Linked DNA regions of Anas platyrhynchos: region 2 is linked to region 1. The links are chromatin contacts, called in public Hi-C maps. All regions are on one chromosome and are shown on one strand. Each heading gives the region's core, a stretch centred on a gene start, on an enhancer-like site or on the middle of the called end of the contact. The rest is flanking DNA. Distances are from core to core; before and after follow the strand shown. Region 1 overlaps SPIDR (scaffold protein involved in DNA repair). Region 2 overlaps SPIDR (scaffold protein involved in DNA repair).

What was found. Hi-C and Micro-C count contacts between places; a contact is called where the count stands out from the background.
Region 2: a contact with region 1 is called in a Hi-C map of F5 follicle, with 2.1 times the contacts expected there. The contact joins two enhancer-like sites. A contact is called at or near these places in 3 of 8 Hi-C or Micro-C datasets (F5 follicle, skeletal muscle and small yellow follicle).

What each region holds. Positions count from the first base shown.
Region 1 is chr2:46,204,865-46,212,256 of IASCAAS_PekinDuck_T2T, reverse strand. All of the region lies in intron 8 of SPIDR (scaffold protein involved in DNA repair), which reads right to left. Among named protein-coding and RNA genes, the nearest start is that of CEBPD, 93 kb to the left of the region's middle. Within about 2 kb of position 3,611, at least 5 of the 8 cell types and tissues checked have an H3K27ac peak or open chromatin away from gene starts, as enhancers often do. A contact at or near this core is called in F5 follicle and small yellow follicle, where this site is marked.
Region 2 is chr2:46,256,718-46,264,016 of IASCAAS_PekinDuck_T2T, reverse strand. The region is part of intron 10 of SPIDR (scaffold protein involved in DNA repair); the gene reads right to left. Among named protein-coding and RNA genes, the nearest start is that of CEBPD, 41 kb to the left of the region's middle. Within about 2 kb of position 1,521, at least 5 of the 8 cell types and tissues checked have an H3K27ac peak or open chromatin away from gene starts, as enhancers often do. A contact at or near this core is called in F5 follicle and small yellow follicle, where this site is marked.

The DNA of each region.
Region 1 (7,392 bases), core at 2,362-4,861:
GTTGCACCAGACAAGCACCCAAGCCTTGCAAGATGACACAGGGCTGCAAGCTTTTGCTACAGCTAAATTTTACCCTACATCATCAGTTTTTATATCAATAATTTACATAAGTCACAGGCACGAAAATTATGCTGGAAAGGGATACATTTGGTTCAGGATGAGCAATTCATTTCTAAGCTTTTCTCACTGTCAGTCCACGTGAGAGTAGTGGCACTGCACACGCAACTTGCAGCATGCTTTCTGAACTCTTCATGCAGATGCATCTCCTACTCTGCTTCTGGGCTATGGTTTAACATCTTTTTTTTTTTCTTTTTTTTTTTTTTCTTTTTTTTTTTTTTCTGCTTGATGCAGTCATTTCTTTGAGAGAACAGCACAGAGTGAATGAGGATAAACCAGAGAAATAAACAGGAGCCAAAATCCCTCACTGTCTACAACAGAAACACGTCACCAGCAACCACAAAGGATATTAAAATCAACAGATAAAGGTCAGATAAAGCACCAGATAAGGTAGTGCGCACATTAATATCTCAGAGATGCTATTACAAGGTTAATCGGTTATACTGGCAAGATTTAAATTTGAGTTATTTGGTGCCTAAGGAAAAAAAAAAAAAAAAGCAAAATAAATAACTTGTAATTTACACACAAAATGTAAATCAACCATGAAATGTAAATCAACCATGGAATTACAGCTTTACATAACAAAGTGGATACAATGCAATAAAATCGAAGTCTCAGAGGCACAGCCATCCCAAGGGATTTTCATACTGGTATGGCTATACCCCGCACAAGGAAGGGAGCTTTGCCTTATGTTAGCCCCAGGTTCCACCACTGCTCTGCCTTTTCTAAAACCACGGGAAGTCAAACAGAGAGGCTGCATCAAAGTTTAGCTGCTCCAACGCAAAAAAAATGAAACCCACATTTCTAACGCAGATAAGCCCAACACTGGCTGATAGCAAAAAAAAAAAAAAAAAAAAGCAGATTTTTTTTTTTTTATCATTTTTGCCCTCATTTTGTTATCTAACATACAGAACTTGCCTGCTTTCAGGAATGTTACCAACATATCATGAATCAGAGATTTTTTACTTTATGCTTTCTTCTGACAAAAATCAGAAGTTCAGGATTTGAAATGTGACTATTGCAATAATTTCTCTTCATTTTTGATCCTACTACATTTGTAAGACCAGAACTTTAAGCCACCCACAAAACAACAGATGCCTGTTTTGTGTAGGGCTTCAGGGTAATGGCTCCAGCTTCTCACTAACATTCAGCACAAGAGTGTCTGGTTCTTGAAACCAGGAGGGATTACTATTTAGGTCCACACCATTACAGTAATTGGAAGTATTTGTTCACACAATTCCATCTTAGTTTTGAACCTGCAGCTTTTATAGAAGTAATCATAGAGAAAGAGATGGAGGAACAAAGCAAAACGTGGTGCTTTCCCCATAGCCAGCTCGTACTCTCGGAAGTGTTCATTCTTGAGCCCTCTCAGTTCAGAGAAAAGATAAGTCACAAAGATGGGTTTAAGTCTAAGTCTTAAGCCAGACACATCAAAGGGAAAATTACCATTAGTACAACATAAGTCATATTCTAGTAATTAAGGGCCAGTATAGAGCTTAAAGAGCATTACAGCTCCACCTTTATCAAACTATTACCTCTGCTATGTATTATCAACATAGCAAAAGACTTAATCGCCCAGACACTCTGCCAACTCACTCTTCCCCGTAGAAACAAAACACACAAATCTATCTAAAAGGCCAATTTTCAACAGAAATGTACTGAAACTCCAAACTATAGGTGTAAGTTGCCGCGTAGTTTCACATCCCGCTAACGGCATGTTTATATGGCTTCCATGAGCCTGCTGGTATCAGCGTGCCTTGGAGCGTGCACATATAGGGACAGAAACACCAGTCCCCTCCTTCCCAGCCTTCACGAGAGACGCCTTACTCGGTTCATAGCTTTCTTGTTTGTTTGTACACGTACGTGGGTGTATTGGCTTTTATCAGACAAAGAAAGTGCACAAGGAAACTGAGGTAAAGCTAAACTGAAATAGACTTTCACATTTAGGACTCAAAATACTTATTAGCTCCATGCTTTCACTTAACTCACTGGCATACAAAATCAGGCAGTGCAGCTCAGGAACCGCATTTCCAAATTGCCACCATCTTGTACCATGGCCATTCATTTTGCACCGCTGTTTTAACAAAGTAATGGATAACTTAACTCCAAGACCAAGGGGCTGTTTTAAGCTAGTCCTGCAGACCTGGAGAGGGAAATCACATTTACTGTAGATTCAAAAGAGAAAGGAGAACATCAGTGACTTCTCAGAACCTCTACTAAATGGATTTGTCCAACCAATTGAATGTTTTTCTGAGCACATAGCTTCAGTCCTCAGAATAACGACCTACTGTTATAAAACCTGGAAACTCAGCATGCTTAGCTCGATTTCTAAGAGTGCAGGATGTCTCCTTTCCTGACTTTTTTTTAATTTATTTAATAAAATTAAAACTGTTACTGCATCAGCATGTCATGGTAACTGACTGAAAACAATATCTAGTTCTTAAATAGTATCCTTCTCTTGGAGATCTTTGAGAATTACACAAAAATTACAAGGCTCACACAGCAGTTTTAATAAATAGGTGTCTTGTGATTCCTGATTGAGTTAAGGTATTTTTCCCCTCATCTCAGGCAATCAGAAATGAAGGGAGAGGATGGCAACTTGTCTAAAGCGACCCAGCAGAGGAAGCTCTGGCTCACACTACAAGATGTTAGCTACACCAGTTAAAGGTGCTCCCACCCTCACACTGTGGTCTACCCCCACCTCTCATTTATCAGCTTAAGTCTGTGGGTTGTGCTGCAAAACCAGATCAAGGTCTCACCCAACTTGAAAAACAAAGCAAACTAACCCCCCCTGCCTTCAAAAAAAATGAGCATTTGATAGTTGGACCAGCCACCTTTGGCAGAGCCCCTGGTAGAAGCAGACTGGGCCATGTCACAGGAACACGCGGGACAGCCGGGGTGAAGGTGTGCCACGGGCCTTGACCACGGGTGCCAGAGCTCCTGGTACCATCCCCTACCTTACACTCTTTGCTGCCTTAAAAAAACATGCAAATTATAATCAAAACCCAGCTTCCAAGGGCAATGAGGTCTTCAGCACTAATACTGACTGTGACTTGCTGCAGCACAGTTGTGGTAGGCAGCCAGGAACTGCCCAAGGGTGTGAAAGCTGCTTCCAAAATCGTTTTTTTAATGTAACCTAGTTCCTGTAAAAACTGAAGCACCAAAATGGTTCAAATCCTAAGTTAACAGAAGTAAAAGAAAAATCTAAAACACTAAAGACTGCGATTTAAATACCTTTCTCAAAGTGTGGTACCTAACCTCGTTGCAGCTTAAGTCATTTATAATGTACCCAGAGTTGACCTTAGCTTTCTCACAGTGAGAATTTACACTCTTTAAGATAGGGCTCTTTATAGGGAGGCCCCTTATTACACTTGGGGCAGTGCTCTGCACCTTTCAGAAACTGCCTTCAGGCGCCCTGTGGCAGACAAGCAAGCTGCGTGCCTTTATGCTAGGGTGAAAAGTGAGTAATCACTGTACGAGCCTCTTAACAGATCATGTTCAGGGTCTTCAGGGGAAGAAAAATAAAAAGACAACAGAAACCTTTGACACAGAATTGACGTCACTTCTGATAGCAGTGTTTTGACACCAGCCTAGCAGAGACATGTAAGTGGGGCCGTGCTGTTTGCTCTACGGATCGCAGTTTCTTGCAGGTAGCTGGTGGAGAACCAGCTGGTTACAGGTCTGTGAGGCAGAATAACAACAGTCTCAATCACAATATGGAGCACTGACAGCAAAGCTGGAGACGGAAAGAAGAGAAATAACACACTTCAAACCACAAAAAGAATAAAGTAGGTGAAACTTACCACTGCCAGCGTGCTACAGAAGCGTAAGGGGACGGTGCTGCCTATAGAAATGCTTCTCCACTCCTCTGCCACAGGAGGCAGGAAAAACAGCTGGCAAGGTACCCAGGAATCAAGATGCTAATTCACAAAGAGTAAAATAATACACAACTGAAACTGACAGCATCTGTACAAAACTGATTCAGCTTGTCGCTGAGATGCTCCATGAAACCATCTGCAGAGCGTTGCATGCTGGCAGAGCCCTTGACCTGCATCCACACACGCAGGACATGGGTGTTTTACACAGTTCACTTTATTCCTTTGTTTTAAAGAGTTCTGTGGGTTTTGTTTGTTTGTTTGTTTTGACTTCATTTTTTTGAAGCAAATAAAAAACAAATGCAAGGAGGTCAACTGAACTCACAAGGCAGGAAGTTACTAAGTTGTTTTGTTTTTTTTTTTTGGCTAAGCTTTTAGGCCAGTGACTTCCCCAGAATTACCACCAGTACATCTCTGCTAATGGTTGAGATAGAAGCATGGCCACCAGGGCTTTTAAGCATTAATTTCTAGAATAAAAGCTGAGTCCTGCCCTTATTATATGCTTCACCACTGCTAATGTAAACAGCGCTGACCTACCGATTGATGGCAAATCCTAAGCTTTCCAAGTGGAGACAAAACCTCACAAAAACTCCTTTCATTACGGGAAGGCAGAGTGGTCAGAAATCAGTGTGGACTGGCAAGATACATTGTCTGGATCGCAGATAGATCAAAGTAGCTGAAGTTCTTCATGTCATCTAAAACCTGAGCTTTGCAGGAGATCTTTGGCACACACACCTCTGAGTCAGCAAATCGCCTTCATTTGACTTTCCAAAGTGTTAGGGTTTATCTGATGATAAATCCTCCTTTTTACTTAACACAAGGAATTAAGAAGCAATTACATTATATTTACACATTTATAAACTATGGGTTGCCTTTTTCTAAGGGCGCTGGATCCTTTAATCCTTCCTTAATCTAATCAAACAAGTGGGCGACAAATAAAGCACAAAGGGATGTGGCTGCCCAACCACAAAGTTGCAAAGAAACAATCCAAGACTCCGACAAACGATGGAGGACAGGCAAAAAGATCAGCTCCAGTGGGAGCAGAGCAGTACAGGCAGCACAACAAATACTGCTGGCTTATATTCAAAGCTGCAGGGGTATAACTTACATCGCTGCAATGTATTTCCACCACATACAGATATGGGGGTTTAAACACATCCATTTATGATACCACAGTGCCTCAAGCTGTGAGAAGTCTAAAAAAATATGTAGACATTTGGACAAAAAACAGCCTAAACTTATATATCACTGGAATTGATCTAGAAGCGTTTGGTGTTTTTGGAGCCAAACGTTCAATAAATGCTGAAAAAAAGTCCAAAATGTTTGTTGGGGGAAAAATACCACTTCCTCAGTAATATGAGGAAAAAAAGACCAAGCTGAGAAAACTCTTAACTTGCTTCATATTGCAAATGTCTCACTTTTGGATACTGACAGTTCATTACACAAACCTTTACAACAGTTTACCAGAAGCACTTACTAAGCTTCAAGCCTCAGAGAAAAGATAGAAGGATGGGTTTTCCTTCCAGGTGAATGAATAAACCCCAGCATTGCACAGATGACAAGTGAAATACCACATTCCTATTGCAGAGCTTTAGTGGGAGTAGGCAAGTTGGGTATGTGGTGCTGTGTCACCAGAGGGATTTCTGTTTGGGAGAAGCTGGAGCTGGGTTTCCCAGAAGTGTCAGCCAGGAGCATCAGGACTGGGCAAAGCCCCACCTCTCCCCGAGCAAGCACCCTTGGCAAGTATTAGCCCTATATTACGCATTGCTTAACTTGCAGAGGAGTTCAGATTCTTTTTCCCCCCTTAGCAGAAAGTTTACTTGCCTAGACCAAACCCACATACGGAAAAAAAGAGCTCTGACAGCAGCCATTTCTGAGTTTTTCTCCCGAAAACGTGTATACTTCACATTTTATTTTTCCAGACAAAGCTGGAGACAGCAGACCAAGCTGATGCACAACACTCTGTAAATCAGACAGGTTTATCTTTACTTGCGGTTGGGTCAACTACCAAGGTTTAAATTATTTCTTCATCCAAGTGTCATCCAGTCACCAGCTTTGAACTTCGTAGTTCACAACCACGATGTGAAAAAGGGAGCTTCCACCACAGGAACAGTGAAAAATCCAGTGAGAGAAAACATTGTTAGGCATTTGCTTGGCTGGTAGCAGGCATGAGGAACTTTAATCAGACAACAGATAAGTATTCGCTTTTAAAAATTTCAATGACAAATGAATATAAACACGGCGTCAGTGTTATAATCCTTGATCATGTAGGATTCCCAGAAATGTGGTGGTGTTTTGCTTTAACGGTAACCATAAAACAAACAAAAATTCCAAGATTCTGCGATCAGCCTACACAGGCTTCTTCTCCACTATATTTTACCATTTTGTGATTAAATCTTTCCCTCTCAGTCTCGATCTTTGCAATAAACTTTTATTTCTCCTTAAACTCAGATACAGTTTCCCAAGCACAAGATAAAAATTCAGCTTTCCAACAACCAGAAAGAAAATCTGTCTGTTGTAATACAACCCACTAAGTCACTTACTTCAAAGTATACGACCACAAGGAGAAGCAAAGTGATTACATTTCTTTATTCTCTGCTTAGCTGTTATGAAGTGGAGAAACTCATGTTTTCTTCACTGAAGTTTTAACACTTGGGCAGAAAACAAACACATTTTTGTGTGCAAAAGGAACACTTCACTTCTAAATAAAGAAACGGTGAAAATTATTTATGGTCTCTGTTTTACCTAGACTCTAGTAACTAGAGTGCTGAGTCATAAATTAAGCTGGAGCTCTGACCTTTAAAGAACAACTGAGATCATAATAAACACGTCTCAGATTTTCAGTTGAGTCCAAGCAGACAGAAGCCCCACGTCTCTTTGATATGTCTGAGGAGATGCAGGTTCTTAAGGTACACATCAAATGATTAGCAAAGTTAAAAAAAAATAAAAATCCCTCTGAGTTTTCACTTTCCCCGCCTTATATATATGCATGGGTAATTTTCTAGGTTGGAGTGAAAACCACCACAAACATGCAAAACAACTGAAGAGTAGATCAGACAGTACAATAGTTACTTGTAGCCATGCAAGACCTAGAATTCATCATTTTTTGTTTTGGAAACTAGAAAGATTTCTTACCCAGAAGCAATCATTTTAATTATGTATGTCCCCTGAAGGTATGCTTGAACATTAAAAAAAATATGAGGGCAGAAAAGTTGGGAATTTTCTCATTATGTGTCATACTGCTGGGTTTTGTTTTGTTTTGAGCTGTTATCTCCATTTTCCCTCAGCCCAAACTAATCTAACCTCTTTCTCTGTAAGTCCTTCAAACTCATTATGGACCTCCTAAGGTCTGAGTGCTTGACCAAGTGCTATATCTACACAGGGGTTCAATATACTTATA
Region 2 (7,299 bases), core at 272-2,771, 54 kb before region 1:
ACTTCAGCATGGAATCCCATTACAATCCCTTGGGTATTTCATGATTTACTAAGAGGCAAAACGTACATTTCAGAAACTTATAGGCTCAGCTGAAAACTTATGTCTCTGTTATGGATGATCTCCAGTAGAAAAATCGTGTTCCAAATATAACGTGCAATTACCATCCAGCCACTTACAGTACTTATCTGTGAATCTGAGGAGGGGTTCTTTGTTTATTTTTTTAATCTTAAGACTTTGTAATTACTGTTTTGGCATCCAAGAATTCCAACAGTCAGTGAGGTGCTGCCAAAAGATCTTCTCCTGCAAGGTGCCATGCACCCCCCTTTCCAAGAAAATCAGCATTCAACTGCTGGTTCTGGCAACATTTCACATTATCTTTGCTGTGCTACGTTTCCTCCACGCCTCAGATCCTTACATGTAAAAATCAGAATAAAAGTCCTGCCCTCAAAGGGTGATTGGAAAACCATAGCTGAATGGTAGCATCTAGGAGGAGAGGTCCAAAAAATCTATGTGCTAGCTCCTGCTTGAGGTGGGGAAGGAGGTTATATATATATAAGTATATATTATGTGTGTGTGTGTGTGTGTGTAGATAAACATTGGCTTGCAGTAACTACCCATCTCTTGTAAGCTACAGGGTTCAGAGAACTGGAAACTCCTTCTGCAGAACCCATGGCAAGTGCTTTACAGAATTACAGCATCTGGAATGAAGCAAGCACATGGCAGCAGCGGCACTGGTTGTGCTTACCTTTCAAGATATTATTTGTGGATTCACCTGATTTACTTCTAAACCGCATAGACTGCAAATGGGACCTTAGAAGACTTTATTAAAAAAAAAAAAAAAAAAAGGAAAAAATAATGTGAGTATAAAAAAAAAAATAAAAAGCACTGCTGATTTCAGAAGGGACAGAACATCCCAAAATGCATTCTTGGTATTACAGCCCTGCACATGTGACTCCCCAGTGCATGTGAAAGGTAACTGAAATATAATAACATTGCAGGATTTCTTACAGAGCCGTGTCTGTATTCAATAAGACATTCTGCTGTTTCAGTGCCACATCATCTCACCGAAATAGCACAAAACTATAATATTCACCAAAGTAAACAGCAGAACTAAGTGCAAGGAAGAAAAGCAGAAGTGAAATCTTGTTGGGGCTCCTTCCCTGGCAGAAAGGCAACTTTCTACTCTTCCTTCCAGGGGTCTGTCGTTGCTGTTTTGCACTCACGTTGTTTTCCTTTCCTGTCGTTTGTTGGCTTCATTTCCTAGGTGTGTGTCTAAATGAGGGAGAGGGAGCGTGTTTGTGTGTGCATGTAGCATGTTTACAAGAGTTATGGTAGCTGTTCTCAGCAGTCCACCGAGAATTCTAGGAAACGGCCCCTGTTATTTTATTCTAGGTCAATGTCAGCTCATGTCAGGCAGGAAAGATCACACAGGACAGCTCGCTCAATCGCGCAGTCCTGGACGGAGGCCTCAATGGGAGAGAGAAAGCAAGCAAGCTGCGAGTGGGCGGAGTGCCTTCCCAGCACTCTACCAACCACCGCACAAGGAATTATGATAAACACCACTCTGGAAACCAGATACAACAGTACATTGTGTTCTTCTTCTGAAAAACAACCAGACTTCTGCTCACTTAAAGTAAACAGTTAATCCTGTTTATCTTTTTTTTTTTTTTCTTGATGAGTTGTTAACAGAACAATCTCTTCTGCAAAGCAAGTAAGAGGTTCATCCCTTAAATTCATACTCATTTTCTCTTCCTTCAAGAAAAAAAAAATCAATACGTAAACTTTCTACTATCGGCAAACAGTGTGGAATAACAATCTTTCTTGGCTTAAACTGACTTAACAAAGCGATGCCAAAACTGAATGAAACCTTTCCCTCACTTACATATTTTATTTTGGAAAACCGAAGTCCCAAACAGAGAGTTCTATTCATCTCATTTAACTATTCCTTTTCCAATGAGAACAAGCAAAACTGATAAAACATATAAATTAATCAGGATGTGTGGTGCCCTTGCAGCCTGAGCAAACAGTGCATTGTATGCACAGATCAGCTATGACCATGGGGGTGTTCTCAGGTTTTCTCTGCAAGCCAAAAAAAAAAAAGAGAATTCAGAGTAAATGCCTGCAGATGAAGTAATAATTTTTGTTGTTGTTTTCAAAATATATGCTTACTGTGCAAATTCATGATGTCTCTGACTTTCAGTATTAAAACTGATTAATTAGAAAAGCACATGGAAGTGATTATCTTGTTTTGTTGAAGTCTCCACACTATACCTCTTAACTACTTCTTACTGGAGAGTCCAGCTGAGTCCACTGAAAGCTACCAGCTTTTCCAAGGGGAATTCTAATTTTTAGCACTTAGGAATTTAAATAGTTCTGAAAGTCAATAACGAGAGTGTGCTTAACATCCCCAGTCAGTAAAAGCTTGTTGATTTAGCTATTTATAATCATAAAAATACGTGATTTGCAAAACTTAAAAAGGAGAAGGAAAATATTCCCAGTTTATTTTTACCCATCTTGCAAGCTCCGGATCTAAGATTCTGGGTTTTCTGTGCAACAGATGTCAGCCAGTGCAAAAAGGTAAATTCAGGTCTGGGAAGGTAACAAAATGAAAGTCTTGTTTTCATATATATATATTGAATATTTTACATGTAAAACTTTTGTATTTTTACATTTGTTTGTTTGTTTTTCCCTTGAGATTCATTTTTTTTTCACTCTTTTGCAACAATTGCTGAATTTGCTCAGCCCGGGGGATCTAAGTGACAGAACAGGTCTCTGAAGTGCCAGAACAGGACAAAGCAGTGCTATTTCCCTTTACAGAAACCGAGCTCTGGAGGCAGCCAGCAGCAGGCCAGGGCCAGAAGCTAAACTCAACAGAAGCCCCCGAGGAGCAGCCCGGGGACTGCTCCCCCCAGCCCGGCGCTCAGCCCAGCTAGGACTGGAAGAGCCTGTACTGGGAGGCCAAGAGCTGCTGAATGCTTCATATTGCTCCAAGAGCCCCTGCCTCCCCCTCACGCCTGCCTGGGAAGAGCACTGTTGCTCCTTCAGATTGGATTTAGCCCACCCGATTCCTCCCAAAATCGACGGATGGCCCACAGTGCTGGGAAGGGCCCAGCAGCCCTGAGCAGAGCAGCCCTGGGCGGCGGGGAGAAGCAACGTGCTTTGATGAAACTCCTCTCCAGGAGAGCCTGAGGAGAACATGGTGTTATCTGCTTGTTAGAGAAACTCTTGTGCCCGGGAGAAGCAAGCGGTACCTCTGAATGATTTAGGGTGGTGTTATAACCCACATATGAAAGAGGACTCCCTTCGGCTGGCCACCACTACGGCCTAGGTCAACTGAGAGGGATGTGGACAAGAGGTGAATTGATGGGAGACCATTAGGAGATGAAGCAACAGCAGGAGGAAAGTGGGGAAGGTGAAGAAAACAAAGAGGAAATGTGCTCTGGTATTACCTCTTTCCCACTTCCTTTCTTACACCTTGCTGTTCTCCATATCTCTAGTAGTTAGAGATTAGGAGAAAAAATGCTGGTCTGTGGCAACACCAGTATAATCCCAGGGATGCACTGTGAGCGTTACTGATGGAGTGTTTTCCCAGACACATTTGGATTTATCTTTTTTTTTTTTTTAATCAGAAATTAAGGACACAACGATCACTGCTGTACAGGAAGTGCAGATGTCAACAGTTTTCCAATGTGAAAATAAAAAAAAATAAAATCGTTACCCTTCTAAGCTTCCATTTGAACTTGTCAAAATGAGAAAACTCCTTTTTCACTGTAGGTCAAGTAAAGCTTTATAAATTACTTTTAAACAAGCAGCAGGTTTGGGCCGTGATCCAAAACTCACTCAAATTAACATTTCTGCATTTGATTTCAATAAACTTCATTTCGTGTTGTGTAGCAGGTGGAAAAAACACCTGGGCAGCACCAGTAACATTCCTCCACCTTGATTTCACTCAACCATTTATGCAAATTCCATGTTTCTCTTTTAAAACCACCTGAACTGAACACCAATCAGGGATCAAACACTGAAATGATTTCTATACACATCACATTTCCAATTTCCTATGACTTCAAAGAATCACTTTTAGCAGGATCAGAACCTGGAGCACAGCACAATACAGGCGAAGAGAATCTCTTATTTCTTTCATTGCTTTGGCTATCTTCAGATGTGCATGGAGATTTAAAATACTCTGTGTTCTAGTGAGAAATGTCCTACAAACAAAGAAACAAAACCCCTCTGTTACAGCACCTTAGTCACAATTATCGTCTACAGATGATAGTCTCTGCTTTATTTCTCATGCATGTGGAACATTATTTTACTGCAATGACATAATCAGTCATTACACTGGATTTAAATAATAACTCTAGTGAATTACTGAGACACAATGTGCTTGGTATACCTGATTCCAATTTTCCCTCACCACTATAAAAAAAAAATAGCCCTGAAAATAAGAATCTGTTCAAATATCAGTAGAGCACAGCTTGTTCACACCACATGTATTCCAGGAGAGAGAAAAAAAGACGACCAAATCTAATCAAAACTACAGGAAGAGTTTAGAGAGACAAAAGATAACCATGTAAATTAGAACTGGATTAGGGCCCTTACTAAATCTACCTATTCATGCCAAAAGAGGTGGTTTAATATTCTGTGGTTACGATTCTGGTTTTGTGTCTTATCCAAAAGAATATCAACAATAGCACATTGTTCTCCTACCACGTTGCTGATGTTGCAGCCTCTGATTTGATTCAGCACAGGCTTGAAGGGAGAGTAACAGCCACAGAAGCACTGCTTCCCTTGCCACTGCATTTTCCTTAGATGTCACCCATTCCGGGCCAGCAGGAGATGTAACATCACAACCCAGATAACAAGATACCTTTTGTGTTTAAGAAGTGTGGTTTCCTGTTGATAGATAGCATTTTGTATTGTCACATTCGTTGTCTCATCCTTTTTCCTGTCACACATTCCTTCCCTAATTGAGACTTCACTATACTGCACTGAGCAAGCATTAAGACAGGCACAATGACTTCTACCTGCCTATAGAACACTTGATACTTAGCAAAAGCCCTGATCCTCACTGGAGAATCTGGGTTGCACAAAACCAAATCAATCCAAAGCTATGGTGTACAAGGATGAACTATTTAAACATCATGCTGCTACTTGTCCTTCTTAACAACAGGCAGTAGGGCTAGCATTTGGATTTTCAGAGTCCTCTCAGCATCTTAGCAGTTGAATTTTTCCCTCTCAGGCTCTCCACTGAGTAGGATTTCTTGTCATTGTAGTCCAGGCTGCTGGACTAGTGCTTCAGCCTGGCTTGACCCCCATACCACAACAGAGCAGTTAAACAATCATTGGATGGAGATCTGAAGGTTGTATCAAGAGTACTCTTCCCTACTGGATGTGTAGTAAAAGAAGCAGAGAGCCATCAGCATATGAAGATGATGATATTCTACATAAGTATAGGCATATTTTTATGCACTGTCTGTTGCCATGGGACACCTTGCTCATGGTGTGATCTCCACTGCCAGGTGGAGACACTGCCAATTTTGAGTCATAGTGCACCATGTAACTTGTGTGCTCCAAAGTCGAAGCATAAAAAGAGCTTACATTCAAAAAATGGGAATATTCTAAAACAACTAGAAGCAAGGCTTCCAAAATACATTCTCAAGAACAGGAGACAAAATGTCTATGTTAATTCGAGTACTTTATGACCAGCCAATTTTCAAACATGTTTCCAAACTTCCACTGCTGCAAGAAGTGTGAAACAAAAATACATGAAAACACAGTAAGTGAATCCCACTTGGATTAATCTAAGCATTTTGTTTTACAAATTAATAATAAAAAAGTTTAAAAATCATAACTGAAATAGTATTTCTAAACAAGTGGTTTTAGAGTAGGAAAATGGCATGGTTTCATAACATAGCATTTCAGCAATTTCACAATTTTTCAATTGGTTGTACAAGCTTTTCATAAGTTTTTTCTTTTTTACAAGATGATTTGACAAAAAATTATTTCTTTGAAAAATTCCCAATAATTTTTTTCCTAGAAATATTTTTCAAAACTGTAATGCAGTAACTATTCATTAATTTTCAAGGCTTTGTTTTGACAGAACAATTACCCAGCATACCAAAGAATAGCTACCCAGCATGTTTTTAAAGTACAAGCAATGCTGAACAGTAAGAGGTGAAAATGTAACATATACATCTTTACCTCCCTCTCGTTTTCTATTGAAATAGCTGTTTCAACATACAACTTCTTCTTAAATAGAAGCAAAACTTGGGAAAGCTGTAAAACTCCTGTGTGTGTGCAAATTGTCCTTGTTTACATCTTTTCTGATTGTTAAAAATATATTAAGGCTTAGGAAAAGTAGAAACCAAGTGTAAACAGCTAAACTTTAAACTTAGGGAAAAAAAAAAAAACAAAAAACAAAAAACAAAACAAAACAAAATTGGGTCCTCTACAGAAAAATCAAAAAGTTGAAACTGCTTGCAACATCCCTGGAGGCCCAACATAATTACAGCTGTCTTCCCAGGGGGAAATGGAGCCTGGGTCCAGCCCCGATCCTGAAAAGATAACATGAAAAGAGAGACTGTACTCCTGTGTACCTGAAATGGAGGCACTGGGTTGCATGTGGGAACAGCAATCTGGTTGAACATGACCATGTATTTGGGAGCAGCTGGTGGAAAAGCCCACAGAGAAACCTGAAGACAAGGGGCTAATTTCAGCCTCCCTGTTGCCTTACTTTATCTAGACTGCCCGCCAGCCATTAAGCGGTGCTGACTCTGAAAAGCAAACTATAAAACCCAAATCAGAAGATCAGATCCAGCAATTAACTGCACCCATGGATTTCAGAAGTGGTTTACATGCGTTGCCATTAAAAAAAAAAAAAAAAAGCTGAGGGTACAAACACTCATGAGAATTTTCTGGGAGAAGAGTTGGTAACTACAACCTGTATGTAACTCTGTTTGGATGTGTCATTATCACTAATTTTAATTCTGAAATGGCAACAGGCGTGAACTGTATTTCACTGCACTTTTTAAGCCAGTTACCTAAATAGGTTCTCTTAATGGCAGTCCCACAAAATATGATAAAAATGTTCCACATGCTGATTTTTTTTTAAATTTGTACAGAAGTTTAATTCACCACAAAACTTTCCTTTCTTGACCAAAGATAACTCTTTAAGCACAGTTAGTTGTAAATAAACATGCATGTATAAATATATATGCATTTTCATATAGCTTTAAACCAAATATACAACTGCAAAGGCACAAGAAGCATTCTATTTCAGGGGAATGTTCCCAGCCT